2 separate regions of the Mus musculus genome follow, and region 1 is linked to region 2. Evidence: chromatin contacts called from public HiChIP or PLAC-seq data. All regions are on one chromosome and are shown on one strand. Each heading gives the region's core, a stretch centred on a gene start, on an enhancer-like site or on the middle of the called end of the contact. The rest is flanking DNA. Distances are from core to core; before and after follow the strand shown. Region 1 has its middle 41 kb from the start of Gm38876. Region 2 overlaps Atg7 (autophagy related 7).

Region 1 (6,940 bases), core at 4,389-6,888, 200 kb after region 2:
CTCATGGCTTGATTTGATTGCATTTCTATATATCCCAGAGCCACCTGCTCAGGGGTGGCACCAGTCACAGTAGGCTGGACCCTCCTACACCAATCATTAATCAAAAAACAAACAAAACCAAACTTGCCCACAAGCCTCAAATAGAAACTTTTTCTCGACTGAGGCTCTTTCTTCCCAGATGGCCCTCGCTTGTATCACGTTGACAAAAACTTACCGGCACAGAATCTTTTTCAGGTGATGGGGAGGGACTTGGACAAGCAGACCAGCCTTCCAGTGTTAGGGACACTTGATTCTGTCCAGCCACGATGCTCAGCTTGACCCTGAAGAGAAGGACATTGTCACCTTTGCTATAAACTGCATTCAACAGTTGCTGCCAAGGCAGCTTGGTAAAGTACCCATCCTCTCACAACCAAGAGACCCCCAGAGCCACAGAAAAACCTCTAAGGAGTTCTGCCCTGCTGGCCACACCACTGAACAGCGCAGAGCTGACTGACTCATTCACCCTGTGGGGGATGCTGGCTATAGGGTCCAGATTTGCCAGACTGTTTGCACAACCCATCGTGATTTCATTCATAAAACATCTATCCTCCCCAAGGTAGATCCTGCTTCATGCCTGTTCATCCTCATGAGTGAAATTAGCATGGTCCAGCATCATATAATGACTGGTCATCAGGTAATCTGGGAGTCAAATTCTAGCTTTCCTTTTAAAAATAAGTTCCTTCGGGTCTTTATAGTACCTGGACTATAGTAGATGCTAAGTGTTGTTGCCTTTTGAGGTGCTCAAGACTCACGATGGTTTTCAATGTCACAGTTATTGAACAGCTACTGCATGTTAGATTCTGCCAACAGGACCTGAGAGTATGGCTTCTCCTCCCTTTACTGGTTACTGAATGCCATTCCCCATTTAATAAACATTTTTAGAAGAATTTTTGCGATGTAGTGTGTGTGTGTGTGTGTGTCTGTGTGTCTGTGTGTGTGTCTGTGTCTGTGTGTCTGTGTCGTGCATACACTGCTTGCAGAGCCTAGTCAAGGACATTGGATCTTCTGGAACTGGAGTTGCAGGCAGTTGGGTGGGTGCTGGTAATCCAACTTAGATCCCCTGCAGGAGCAGCCAGTGCCCCTAACCATGGGCCCATCTCTCCAGCGCCCTCTGTATACATTGGAAGTAGTAGTAGTAGTAGTAGTGTCTTTTCCATGCAGGTCAGGAGCCATCATTTCCTTGGGGTCCACTCTCTTCCTGACCCTCATCAGGGGTGTGCCAAGTAGATTCTGAGCTGATATTCACAGTGATGAATCCTTCAAGTCAGTAGTAAGTAGTCCTCTGCCCTCTATATGAACAGAATGTGGGCCCAGGATGCTCAGGAAGTTTCCTGGAGTTGCACAGCTAGGACTCTGGCTGAACTGTAGAGACAAGCAGACTAAGTACAGAGGGCCATGAGGAGGCCGAAGGGACCGAAAGATGGCAGTTTGTCACCCATCCCTTGAGAGCCACAGGACTATGAGCTGTAGTGATGACAAACATCCCCAGAGACCACTGCCAGCCTCTCCCAACCAGCAAACAGCAGGCCAACTCCAACAATCCCTTGAGATCATGGCACCATGATGTCACCCTGTTTATTCACCAAGTGGGAATCAGACCCACAGAATGGCTTAAGGAACTACTGGCCCCAGACATCAAAATGACAATGCCCCGTGACACACTCTCTGTGCCACCAGCGGCTCCTCAGCTGAAGGTCACCTAGAAGTAAATCACGGGGCAGTTTAATCTTTGCTCCCATTCCACAATTTAGGAGCAATTCTGTGCAACTTCCTTCCATTACTGGTCATGTCACTACGTAAGGGCAGGGTGACAACAGTGCATTTGGAGACAGCACACACACTCAGGGTCTCTTTCAAGCCTAGTTATGTGCTAGCCGGCCAAGAACACAGTGCAACCTTAGTTGCTTTCTTTAAATTTTAATTAAAAATTAATTTCCATATATATGTATATATATATATATATAATTGTATGTGTTGTATATATTTGTGTATATGTATGTGTGAGTGTAGTTATGTATGAGTATGTGTATATATATTGTATATGTATGTGTGTGAGAGGATATGTATATGTGTGTATATGTATGTATATATATGTGTGTGTGAGAGTGTGTGTGTATGAGTGTATGTACAAGTTGTGTTGAGCAATTCCTCCTCAGGCCTTGTCCCCTTCCTTTCTCCCCTGGTCCCATTAGTCCCCTTTCCCAGCTCTATTGCTTTGTAGACTGTGACAGAAGAAAGGGCTCTGCTCATGGCAGCTGGGAGGGAAAGAGAAAAGGACCAGGGTCCCAGTAGCCTCCAACTGGGCCTCTTCAGACCTTCACCAGCTCCCAACACCATAATAGACAGGACCAAGCTGTCACAACATATACCTTCATGCGGGACAAAATGTCAGGTGCACCCAGAAGTTATTTATTTATTCTGTGTTCATACATTCTAAACTGTTTTCATCTAAACTCCACATATGCACACACACAGACACACACACACAGACACACACACACACACGTACCCCCATGCATGTACACACACACCTTTTCACCTTTTAAAACCCTGTGCTGTTGATCCTGGTAGTGGTGGTGCATGCCTTTAATCCCAGCACTGGAGCAGGTAAATCTCTGAGTTTGAGGCCAGGGCTGTTACACAGTGCAAGGTCTAGGACAGCCAGGGTGAGACAGAGAAACTCTGTCTCAATCTCCCACTGACCCCCAAACAAAAGAAAAATCCAGTACTGCTGAGTGCTAGCAAAGAAAACTCAGTCCTGGGAGACCAGGACCTACAGGATACGCTCTGACTCGGTGGGACCTGCCGGCCTGCTGCAGAGCTGCCCTGCTCGCCACTCCTGCCCCGCTGCTGCTCTGGCCGTTCCACTATCATTTAAAATCCTATGTGCTGAATGGAATGGAACCAGGCTTCATTCTCTTCCCATTGTTTCTCCTGCAGAATTGACAACAGAATATGAGCCTTTTGTGTGGTTCTTCTTAGGGACAATCTCATTATTAAGTGGACTGAGGACCCACTGGACTCCCAGCCTTTATACCCTTAACCATCACCACAAACATACATGGAGGCAGCTGTACATAAGTCACCATCCTACACAGTTGCCATGTGCCAAGCCCTAACCAAGGGGTGGATCCTATCCAGCCTTTACATGTGTTAGTCATTCATTAAATTCTAGGCATTAAGTCTGTGGTGGACACGCCATAATTTCCTTTTCAATACATAGTCGAATTGAGATTCCAAAAGATTAAGAAACTTAGAGCAACAAATCTACAAGAGGTAAAGACACGACTCTAAACCAAGTCACTCCTAGTTTCAAATCCTTAGAATAGTCCACATTAAATACACATACGCATGTAACACACACACACACACACACACACACACACACATTACAGGAGTTGATCTGGCTATCCTATAAGCTCATATTTGATAGATTTAATATTATAGCTCCTTCCTTCCTTTCTTCCCTCCTTCCTTCCCTTTCTTTCCCTCCCACCTACCTACCTAACTTTGAAGGCTAGAGGAGCTCAATGGTAGAAACATGCTTAGAATCTGTGAGCACAGAATAAATATATAAATAACTTAAGCAGTGCATCTAGCATTTTGGTTTACTGTGAACATTTTTATAGGCTCTATGGGCTCAACCTAACAAGTGTAAAATGCCATCCAATGGGAACAGCATTTACGAATCTTGGCTGTTGGGGCCAGTGAGATGGTTCAGCAAGTATAGGAGCTTGCTGCTAAGTCTGACAACCTGAGTTTGATTCCCAGAATCACATGGTGGAAGAATCCACTTCTGTAAGCTGTCTTCTGACTTCTATATGTGGTGCCATGGCATTTGAACGTGCATCAGCATGTGCATGCACACACAAACATACACACCTATGTATGCATTTATCTATGTATGCCTGCATGTATGCATGTATGTATGTGTGTATGTATACAAACTAGAGAGAGACAGTGGTGCCTGCCTGTAGTCCTGACTTCTCAAGGCCGATGCAGCAGGATTGATTACTGGAGTCCTGGTAGCCGTGTGAAGCCACCCAACAGTCACCTACAGCAGCTTTACTGTGTGATACAGCCCCGCCAGCACTGTACCAGGACTCTGCCTTTAACTTCGAGAGCCATACTGGTACTCGTGAACCGATTATGCCCCAGTGGCTTGGCTTTGCACTGCCCTAATGAGCATCCTCATGTGTCCTTGGCCGCTGGCACTCCTTCCGTGGTAGGTCTCGAATGTACCTGAGGATGAAAGGACTTTTTGCATCTTGATGTTAGAGGGAAAATGGCGCATATGTCTCAAGTTGCACAGCCATTCAGCTGGCTTCTGAGCACCGTTGATGCTTTGGCTAGCAGAAGACATAGAGTGGAAGGAGAATCAAGTCAGACGAAATGCTACAGCCAGGTTCCTGACACTTTAATGAAAGTCTGAACCTAGCTTGGCTGTTGTCCACAGTTAGTTCCTGGCGGGGATAGAAAGTCAGGGAAACAAGATCCCTGACCTCAGCACAGTGAACCCCAGGACTGATGGAAATGGCGGAGACAATGGCCTTCATGTCCCATCACTCACTGTGATGGTGACCCTTAACTCTTTTTTTTTTTTCTTTTAAAGACTGAGTCTCTCTACATAGCCCTGGCTCTCCTGGGTCTTGCTATGTAGACCAGGCTAGCTTCAAACTCCCATAGATCTGTCTGCCTTTGCCTCTCAAGTGCAGGGACCAAGGTGTGCACCATTGTACTCCCAGCTTGGACTGGGCTTGGGTCTGGTCTCAAAGGATGCTTGTAAGCTTGACAGTAGAAGACAGAACATGACCCGGAGCTTCTCATGTTGCTGTCTCCATGTTCTAGGTGCTGGAGTTGTAGTATGTACCATGGTATCTGATTGATACAGCACTGAAGTCTGAGTTCATGTTGTCGTCTGAGCCATATGGCTAGCCCTGAACTGGATAATATGACTCTGCAGAGGCCACTGGAGGGCGGCTGAATGGGCCTGTGATCTGCTCTTAACTCCTGGGAAGCCCCATCCACAAGCTGAGCCTAAGAATGGATTTGGGCTCCATATTGGCTCTCAACAGAGATTTCCCTGAGGCAGTAAGGAGCCCCCCCCCCCCCGCACCCCACACCCCTGCAAGCACTTGAAAGCTCTCAAAAGCCAGTAAAAAGACTCTGCTAGCTGAGGAAAGCTGTCAAGTTTCTTTGCTTTTAGGATTATGTCAACCCAGGTAGAAACACAGGTTAGGCCAAGTTGATCAGAAGCTCTGATTGGCTGTTGATGACCTAATGGGGATTTCAGGAGAGCCATTGGGCAGGCAGCCACTCCTAACCAGCAGAGCCACAAAGCAGGAAGGCGGTGTGCAAACCGATAGTGTGCTGGGGGGGGGGGGCAGTATATTTGAGGAGCTTATGGGGGAGGTGGTGGGGGCAGCCAACCAGGAGTTTAAAAGCACATGGCGTGTTGTAAACAATAAAAGAGAGCCTCAAATTGGAGAAACAATGCTACCCCCAAGGTCCTCCTGGGTTCCTTTGTGTGCTCCAGCCTTTGGCATATGCCAGGTGTCTCTTTCTCCCCAGAGAGCAGGCTGAGCACACAGACAAGAGCTGACAAGTCCCTCCCTCCCTCCCTACTACCGCCCAAACCTGCTCCACGATGCCCTGAGGCGGCCATCAGCCCCTACCTTGAACTCATGCCAACCTGCCTACCCAGTCTTTTTCTCTTCCAGGTGGCCACAAGGTTAGCATGTCAGGCTGTAGTCTTGTGTTAGGGTAGGTACCCCCCTTCCACATCCCCCACAACACACACATACACACTTTATGGATTCTCCAAACAGAAGGGACGAATAGAAATAACAGGGAATACAAACTGTGGGCACAGTCAGAGAGGAGTGTTTTGTATAACAGGAAGAGTCGCTGGGGACTGGCTCACCTGGTGAGTCACTGCAAGTTTGTTCCTCTTGGCTGACTACCAAAAGAGAAGAGAGCACAGGCACTAGCCTATGGCCTCCGGGGAGGCATGTGGGCATTTTAGAGAGGCCAGGGTTTGCAGAAGAAAACAGCAGAGCCAGTGGAGAGCCACCAGGGCTGGGATTCTGTGGGACCTTTGTGTCTCCATATGACCCTGGGTCCCCCTCTCTGCATGACTTCAGCTGCCTCTTCTGCTAATGGGGGAATTCTAGGCAGGATACCCCCACATTTTCCAGCCCAGCCTAGCCCTCCTGGTGTTTCATGAGCTAAACAGAGTGTTCTGATGTTAATACTACTAAGAGCACCCCAGGCCAAGGCCAAGGACCTTGCTATGGGTTTCACATGCACGAAGCTAATCTTGAGAGTTCTGCCAAGTGCAGAAGATCTCCCAGAGGAGAATGTGGCTTCCTAGGACTAACAGCCTCACTCAGTGTCACAAAGCTAAGGCTTAGTGACTCCGAAGTTTCCGAAATATAATTTGCTTTAAAAAAAATTAACAGATACCAGGACAAACAGAAGGCTGGGGAGGTGAGCTGGCTTAGCAGTGAAGAGGGCCTGCCTTGCAAGCCTGAGAGAGAGCCTGGGTGAATAGCCAGCACCCGTGTAAAAGGTGGACATGTCTCTGCATGGGCGTGTAACCCAGGGCTGCAGAGGACAGAGATGGGAGAGCCACTGAGACTTGCTGGCTGCCAGCCTAGCTCTAGGTTCAGTGAGAGACCCTGGCTTGAAGGAATATGGTGGACAGCAAAGGAGCAGGACCTCTACCTTCCTCTGGCCTCCGCACCCAGGGCTCACACGCATGTATATATGCTACACACATACTCACATAAAAATAAACAAAATACCTAAACAACAACAAAACCCACATAGAAAAGCAAACGGCTAGTGCAGATTTGATGGCCCAAACCACTGGTTTATAGACTCACAGACACGGTCCTGG
Region 2 (7,012 bases), core at 865-3,364:
ATGCTCAGAGCACCCTGTACCACTTGCATCCGAAAGGTCAAAGATGAGTTCATCTCAGTCAGTCTCCTATGATGAGAGAGCGAGTCTTCACCACCCAGGTTGAACAGTTTTGATTGTCCTCCTCATCCACACTCTGACTTCTCCGTGGAACTCTCTGGTACTCTCATGATGAAAGAGGAACAAGGGAGAGACCCCTTCACTGCATCTATAGAGAGGACTGGTGCCAGCATTTTAAGCACTGCTTCAGAGATGGCTAGCTACCCATCCAAATGCACTGCCAGGAAGCCATGAATGAGCCTCGGAAGAAACGGCCGGCCTTATGCTCTGCCCTTGGTTCATTCAGGAATAACTGACGTTTGACTTCCTCTTATAAGATTCTGTAAGACTAGTTTGTCAGTGATGGGTTATTTCTCTGCTGGTTGAAATGAGCCAATTTAAGCCAGATTAGAATATGTTAAAGGCAGGTTTATTAGAAAGCTGTTCTTGGGTGAGTTTACTGACTCCAAGGACCGAGGCCAGGGAAGTCACCATGGGGTGGGGGTGGGGGGGACTGAGAAAGAGAGAGAGAAGGAAGGAAGAGGAGGAGGAGGAGAACAACAATAACAACAAGCAGCAGTAGCGGCAGCAGTAGCAGCAGCTGCAGCAGCAAGCAAATGCAGGGGTGGGGGAAGCACCTGAGCTGGAGAGTTCAGGGTTGGGGCCAGGGTATGCCAGGTATGCTGGGAAACCTAAAGGCCAGCTCTGCTGTGGTTGACGTCAATCAGTCAGGGAGCTGCTCAATTCCCAGCACATGCCGTGGTCTACATGAGCCATCCATGCTGGGTGGGTTGGTAAAGAGCATGGCCATCCTGGCTGGGGCTTTGTGAGGCTGGGGGAGATTATTTGTGGGGGCTATGGGAGAGCAGTGTGGCGCTTCATAGTCACAATAGAGTGATAGAGTGCTCCAGAATCTATCCACTCAGCTACTCCAGAGCCCTCTGCCAGTCACAACCATGTCGCCTGTGGTCAATGTCCGACACTTGTGTCATAGCTGGTATTTATCAGAGAGTTTTCTGCATTTGTGCATGTGGTCGCCATAGCAGCCATCAGTGAGACACTCCTTTAGCCCTCCAGACCTGGACTATGAGTGACAGAAGCCAAAAGCTCGACCTACATTTAGTGTCAAAAGTAACTTACTGCAGGCATTACTTCAGGAAAAGGTCCCACAGAGCCCAGTGACTTCCTGAGGAACAGATCTCAAGGAGGCTTTTGACTCCAATGTGCAGGACATGATGAGGACCCAGCACCAGACCCTGCCACCACAGAGATGCCCGAGGTCCTGGAGAGCCCTGAGGAGATGGATGTAGAGGCCCTCGATTCTGAGGACTTCCTGCCCATGCTACAAGTATGGCCATGAGGAGCAAGGACCTGGGAAGCCATGATATTGTGGTGAAGCCTTTAGGTATTTGACAAGGAAGAGAATGGCACTACCCTGGGAGGCGAGACCCATCATGTCCTTTTCTCACGGGGTGAGGAATTCACAGAAAGTCGTGGAGACGCTGGCAGAGCATAAGGACAGCAGCACTTGTATTAACCATGGAGAGTTCTTCCATATGGCCCCGATGGCTGAGGATATTCCTAGGTCCTGAGCCCATGCCATGCTGAGTGAGATTTCTGTGTGGCTGTGGAGGTTTCCTATTCTCCTGTCAGGACACCTCTTCCATCTGGTCTCCTTTGGGTGATGATTGCCCTCAACATTCACCAGATGAATTTGCTCTTGTTACACCCCCACTCCAATATGTAATTTCACATGAAATCAAGCCGGAGGAGTTTAGACTGGGGGCATCTCATGTCAAGGCTCTTTATGGATTATCTCTGTACTCTCTCTGACAATGGGTTCTTCTTGTTTCTAGGTAGCAAGAAACTTGGGTTTAGACAATTCTAAAGTACTATTTTTCTGCAATAGCTCTTTTTAAAAAGCTATCATCCACAAAGATTAAATCACATGACTTCTCTGAACCTTTCAATGGGCAAGAAAGGGCTACTCTGGTTGGTCAGTTTGAGGTATAAGGCTAAGGTAGTGACGTGATTGTAACTGACAGGCTCTCTGTAAGAGCATGAATGCAATGAGCAATGGGGAATTCCCAACCAGGGAGGGGCTGGTGTTAGTACTAGCACTCACGCCCAAAGTCAGTCATGAGTCCACATACTCTTAATTTTACTCCCACATTTGCACCTGCTCCCCACTTTGTTAGGAACAATTGAAATTGGGAAGTTTGGTGCAGATCATGAAATTCCAGTCCCCAACCTGCCACCAAGCTGGACTTTACTCTATGAATTTACCCCCATCTTGTCATCTAACCACAGACACCAAAAACAAACTCTTTATTCAGCCAGTCTCTCAAAGAGTTTGCTGTGAGGCCCCTCAAGGACTTTCCCTGGAGTTATAGCACAGTGTGCCTTCTATCCCCACAGTCCTGGAGTTATAGCACAGTGTGCCTTCTATCCCCACAGTCCTGGAGTTATAGCACAGTGTGCCTTCTATCCCCACAGTCCTGGAGTTATAGCACAGTGTGCCTTCTATCCCCACAGTCCTGGAGTTATAGCACAGTGTGCCTTCTATCCCCACAGTCCTGGAGTTATAGCACAGTGTGTCTTCCTATCTCCACAGTCCTGGAAGTGTCCATGTGGATTGGGACCCATGTACTGGTCCTGCCAACATCATGGGGCAGGACCTCTTGGACAGCAAAGGACCACACCCTGCCCTTATATTGCTCCGCTGTAGACTTCAGAGGGAAGGGAGTCAGAGGTCAGTATGTGGTCTCATCTCTGTTCAGATGGCCACAAGCAAGAACAGTGTCTCTGCCTCCAGACCAGTGTGGAAATATGTCATGAGCAGCAATCTGGGCCTCACACCCATGAACGATGTGGGGTTATGGGCCCCAGTGGAGCGTTTGGTCAGGAGACAGCCGGAGCTGTTGCTGCTGAACCAATTGTTCCCAGATGTCAACTTCAGCAAGCACCTCGCTCTTCCCCTGCCTGAAGGTGCGGGGATTTCTTGAGGCCATGGAACAATCTGTAAACCCGAGCCAGTTTCAATATGATGGAACTTCAAGATGTCCCCTGTGCCTGTATGACAAAGCCTTAAGAGCCTCTCTCCCCTTCCTTGTGTTTTTTATATCAGCATAATATAAATAAACGTGTAGCAACCAGACCCCGTGGAGCCTCAACAGTTCAAAAAAGGAGTTGTCAGAGGGGTCAGGGATGGAGGGCAACTGTAGCATGAACAGTCAGAAAAGGTTTGGGAGTTTGTCTTATGGCCCTGCAACCAAGAAGCACCAGCCTACTGTCCATAGGAAGTAGGTGGTGTTAGAGATAAATAAGGGACAGGCTCTGAGATGTTCTGTGTGAGAGCACAATTACAGACCTGGGGTGAGCGGCCAGGTATGGGGGCCATGGAGGCTTGAAGGGAAGGAGGAGGAGAGGTGCTGAGAGGGAGGGGAAGGGATACCATGTAGTTTCCATAGACCACTGGCAACTTTCACAAACCTTAGAAGGAAGTGATCCTGGGTTAGTGTTTCCTGCGTATTCTTTTGGTTATGGCTCTCCCACTAATGAAAAACTAGACCCTAATGAAGCACCGATTGGCTGGCCAGGCTCAATTCAGCACATCACTTCTTTACAACCAAATGTTACTTTGTGGGGGGCACAGAGCCCCCATCTTCCCTCCATCACCACCCTCAGAGACTACCCGCCCTCAGAACCTTGTACAGTGGTCTCAGGAAAGACACCTTAGCTTCTGAGACCCCATGTCTATTTTGCTGTGTCAAGAGCCTTAACAGGCTGCCTTGGGATGGCTGAGAGCCAGTGGTGCACACAATTTCAGCCAGCGCTCTTAAATCACTGAGCCATCTAAACCCTGAGACTTCACACTTTTCCCTGTTTCCGAGCTCGACATATCCTCTGGAGTTACATAGGCTCTGGCTTTTTGAATTAAGACTGAATTTCCCTTTGTCACTTTGACTGAAGTTGGAAACTCCCAAGTCTCTGCAGTTGGTATCTCCAGTGTCTCTCAGTAGATAATTCACACTCAGCTCACGCTCTCCTGCTTGTCTCGGTTCTCACTGATCCCACTGCCCAAGCCTGACCTTGTTTTCAGTAACAGAGACACTTTGGCATGTCCTCCTTGGATATTTGATCAGTGTGGCCCAGGATAACATTTGACATGTTGCTGGAGATGGGGTAAGAAAGGACAGAAGGCAGATTTAAAATAACCTAGAACATCTGGTAATTTATCAAGTTTTTGGGGGTGGGGGTGTTGGAGAGGCTAGGTCAGTCCCAGTAATGGCTGAGGAGGGAGGTGAGCCCCCATCAGCTTGTGCCTGGTGGAGCTTGTTGACTTAGCAGCTGACAGGGTTCACCCAAGGAAGCAGTTGACCCGTGCTTCTCAGTGCCACTGGGACGAAATGGCCTCGCCAACTCATACCAGTGGGGCCTGGGGCTCTGTGTCCACAGAGAAGCCCTGGGATTTACACATGCAGAAGTGTTTTGGGCACTGCAGGCAGGCCCCAGAGTTGGGTCCCTCCCATGACCAGAGCACCTCATAAGAACCAGCACCCCTGGAAAACATGGTAACCCCTGCAAAGAATGGAAGGTGCTGCTGTTAGAAACTGAGCAGGCAGAGTCAACAGGTCCCAGAGACACGGAAGAGATGAGCCCTTCCCAGGGACTCTGAGGGGAGTGGTTGGGGGAGAGCGGCCGTGGTGTGTACTGGCTTACCTTGGAGGCTAAGGGAAGTGGTGCTGAATTAGATAGTGCTGATGGCTGTCCAATTCTGAGGCACTAAGCCCCTAACGGCACCTCACATGGTGGGTTTATGGCCTATGTGTGCTAAAATTGAGACCGTAGAAACTTAGAATACCCAAGATACAAGATACAAGTTGCAAAACACATGAAACTCAAGAAGAACGAAGACCAAAGTGTGGACACTTTTGCCCCTTCTTAGACTTGGGAACAAAACACCCATGGAAGGAGTTACAGAGACAAAGTTTGGAGCTGAGATGAAAGGATGGACCATCTAGAGACTGCCACACCTGGGGATCCATCCCATAATCAGCCTCCAAATGCTGACACCATTGCATACGCCAGCAAGATCTTGCTGAAAGGACCCTGATATAGCTGTCTCTTGTGAGGCTATGCCGGTGCCTGTCAAACACAGAAGTGGATGCTCACAGTCAGCTATTGGATGGAACACAGGGCCCCCAATGGAGGAGCTAGAGAAAGTACCCAAGGAGCTAAAGGGGTCTGCAACCCTATAGGTGGAACAACAATATGAACTAACCAGTACCCCCGGAGCTCGTGTCTCTAGCTGCATATGTAGCAGAAGATGGCATAGTCGGCCATCATTGGGAAGAGAGATTTTGCAAACTTTAGATGCTTCGGTACAGGGGAACGCCAGGGCCAAGAAGTGGGAGTGGGTAGGTAGGGGTGTGTGGGGGGGAGGGTATGGGGGACTTTTGGGATAGCATTTGAAATGTAAATGAAGAAAATACCTAATTTAAAAAAAAGATTTAAAAAGCTAAAAAAAAAAAAAAAAAAAAAAAAAACCGAGACAGTGAAACCCATGGGAAAGCTCACTGAACACTTAGCCATAGCAGGGTTAATCTGCAAAGCAGAGTCCCTGTGCTGACCTAAACTTGCAGAGTCTTATGCCCTGTGTTCCCCTCACTCCGCATTATCCCTATCCTGATGGGGACTAGTTAACACAGCTTACTTTCATAGGCCATCCACAAAGCCTCAGTAAGACCATGGATCTAAGGGCTCCTAACTTCAGCTTACAAATATAAGTAAATCAGCATCTTTTTCTGGGGAGGAGAGAGGTTTGGTGTTGAGACCGAGTCTCATTAGCATTCCTTAATGCAGAACAGCATCTACATGGTACCAACAATGATGTTCAGTTGACCAGCATTTACCATTGCTGTGAACTCAAGCCAGGACCAGCTTCTATTTGCAGGCAATGTATACCTGTGGCCACAGTGAGCCCAGGGACAATCCACTGGGGACCAGGCTATGTTACTACTGATCATACTATATGTTAAAACCCCCAAAGGGTGGAAGAGACAAATGATCCCCTGTTTTAGCAAACATGGGTATGTACAGTTCTGCAAAGTGTGCATAGAGCTGCTAGCCTGAAGCCAGAAGGTTCCCTCCCTGAGTTATGAAAAGAGGGTGTGGTCAGCTTTGAGCTAAAGTGGCCAAGAGTTTTCTAGATACCCAAAAAGAGGATAGGCAGGACCATAAATAAGCCTTCTTTCCATGTGATCTGGCCCTGGGTGGTGTTCTTAAGCATGGAAAAGCCTATCCACAGCTTTGTTAACACTTTTTCCACCTAGGAAGAAGCCAAGATGTTTCAGAGTCATTCTGAGTAACCCAGAGCTGTCTTTGAGAAAGATAACTCCAGAAAATTCAGAGGGTTAAAAGGCAGTAAAGGGAATATGTCCCAGCCACTGCTATCCCAACAACAGCTGAATCTTAGCATGTAATGAGAGAGAAAGAGACAGAGACACAGAGAGAGACAGAGAGAGACAGAGACAGACAGAGACTGCTTGCTGGCAGCGGGGAGGGAAGCAGGCAGAGAGGCACTGTTTAGAAGACCTTAAAGGACTGCAGCCGCTGTGGCCAATTTTCCTCATTTCAGTGATGTTCCAGATCCCTTGTCTTCTGTGGGATAAACTCATTTAGCTCTCTCATGAGTCATCTTGCCCACAGACCATCTCTCTGGAGGAACGCTCGGGAAAAGACGCGCTTCACATTGCATTGTATGAGTTGGCAGTGGTGTGTATGCCTCCCCAGGGCGGCCTGAGATCGGCTTGCTGTGTCCACACATCAGGACGCACAAGGTCCAAGCTCACCTTTGGTGACAGGAGAGTTTCAAAAGAGGGCAGCTGGAATCTGAAGTAGAGGCAGACATATAGCCCAGTCCGAGGACCAAGTCTGCCCAGGTTGTTTCTTAATTCTAATCTGAGCTGATCTG

The links. HiChIP or PLAC-seq counts read pairs in DNA pulled down with a chosen protein or histone mark.
Region 1: a contact with region 2 is called in a FOXA1 HiChIP or PLAC-seq map of pancreatic cancer cells. The contact joins two enhancer-like sites. A contact is called at or near these places in 2 of 484 Hi-C or Micro-C datasets (liver and nephron progenitors), 1 of 115 datasets of contacts at active chromatin or transcription factors (pancreatic cancer cells) and 3 of 9 other capture datasets (adipose tissue, embryonic stem cells and liver).

The regions. Positions count from the first base shown.
Region 1 is chr6:114,982,818-114,989,757 of GRCm38.p6, forward strand. No RefSeq gene overlaps it. Among named protein-coding and RNA genes, the nearest start is that of Gm38876, 41 kb to the left of the region's middle. Within about 2 kb of position 5,639, at least 112 of the 459 cell types and tissues checked have an H3K27ac peak or open chromatin away from gene starts, as enhancers often do. A contact at or near this core is called in pancreatic cancer cells, where this site is marked.
Region 2 is chr6:114,788,172-114,795,183 of GRCm38.p6, forward strand. All of the region lies in intron 18 of Atg7 (autophagy related 7), which reads left to right. Among named protein-coding and RNA genes, the nearest start is that of Gm52917, 57 kb to the left of the region's middle. Within about 2 kb of position 2,115, at least 21 of the 459 cell types and tissues checked have an H3K27ac peak or open chromatin away from gene starts, as enhancers often do. A contact at or near this core is called in pancreatic cancer cells, where this site is marked.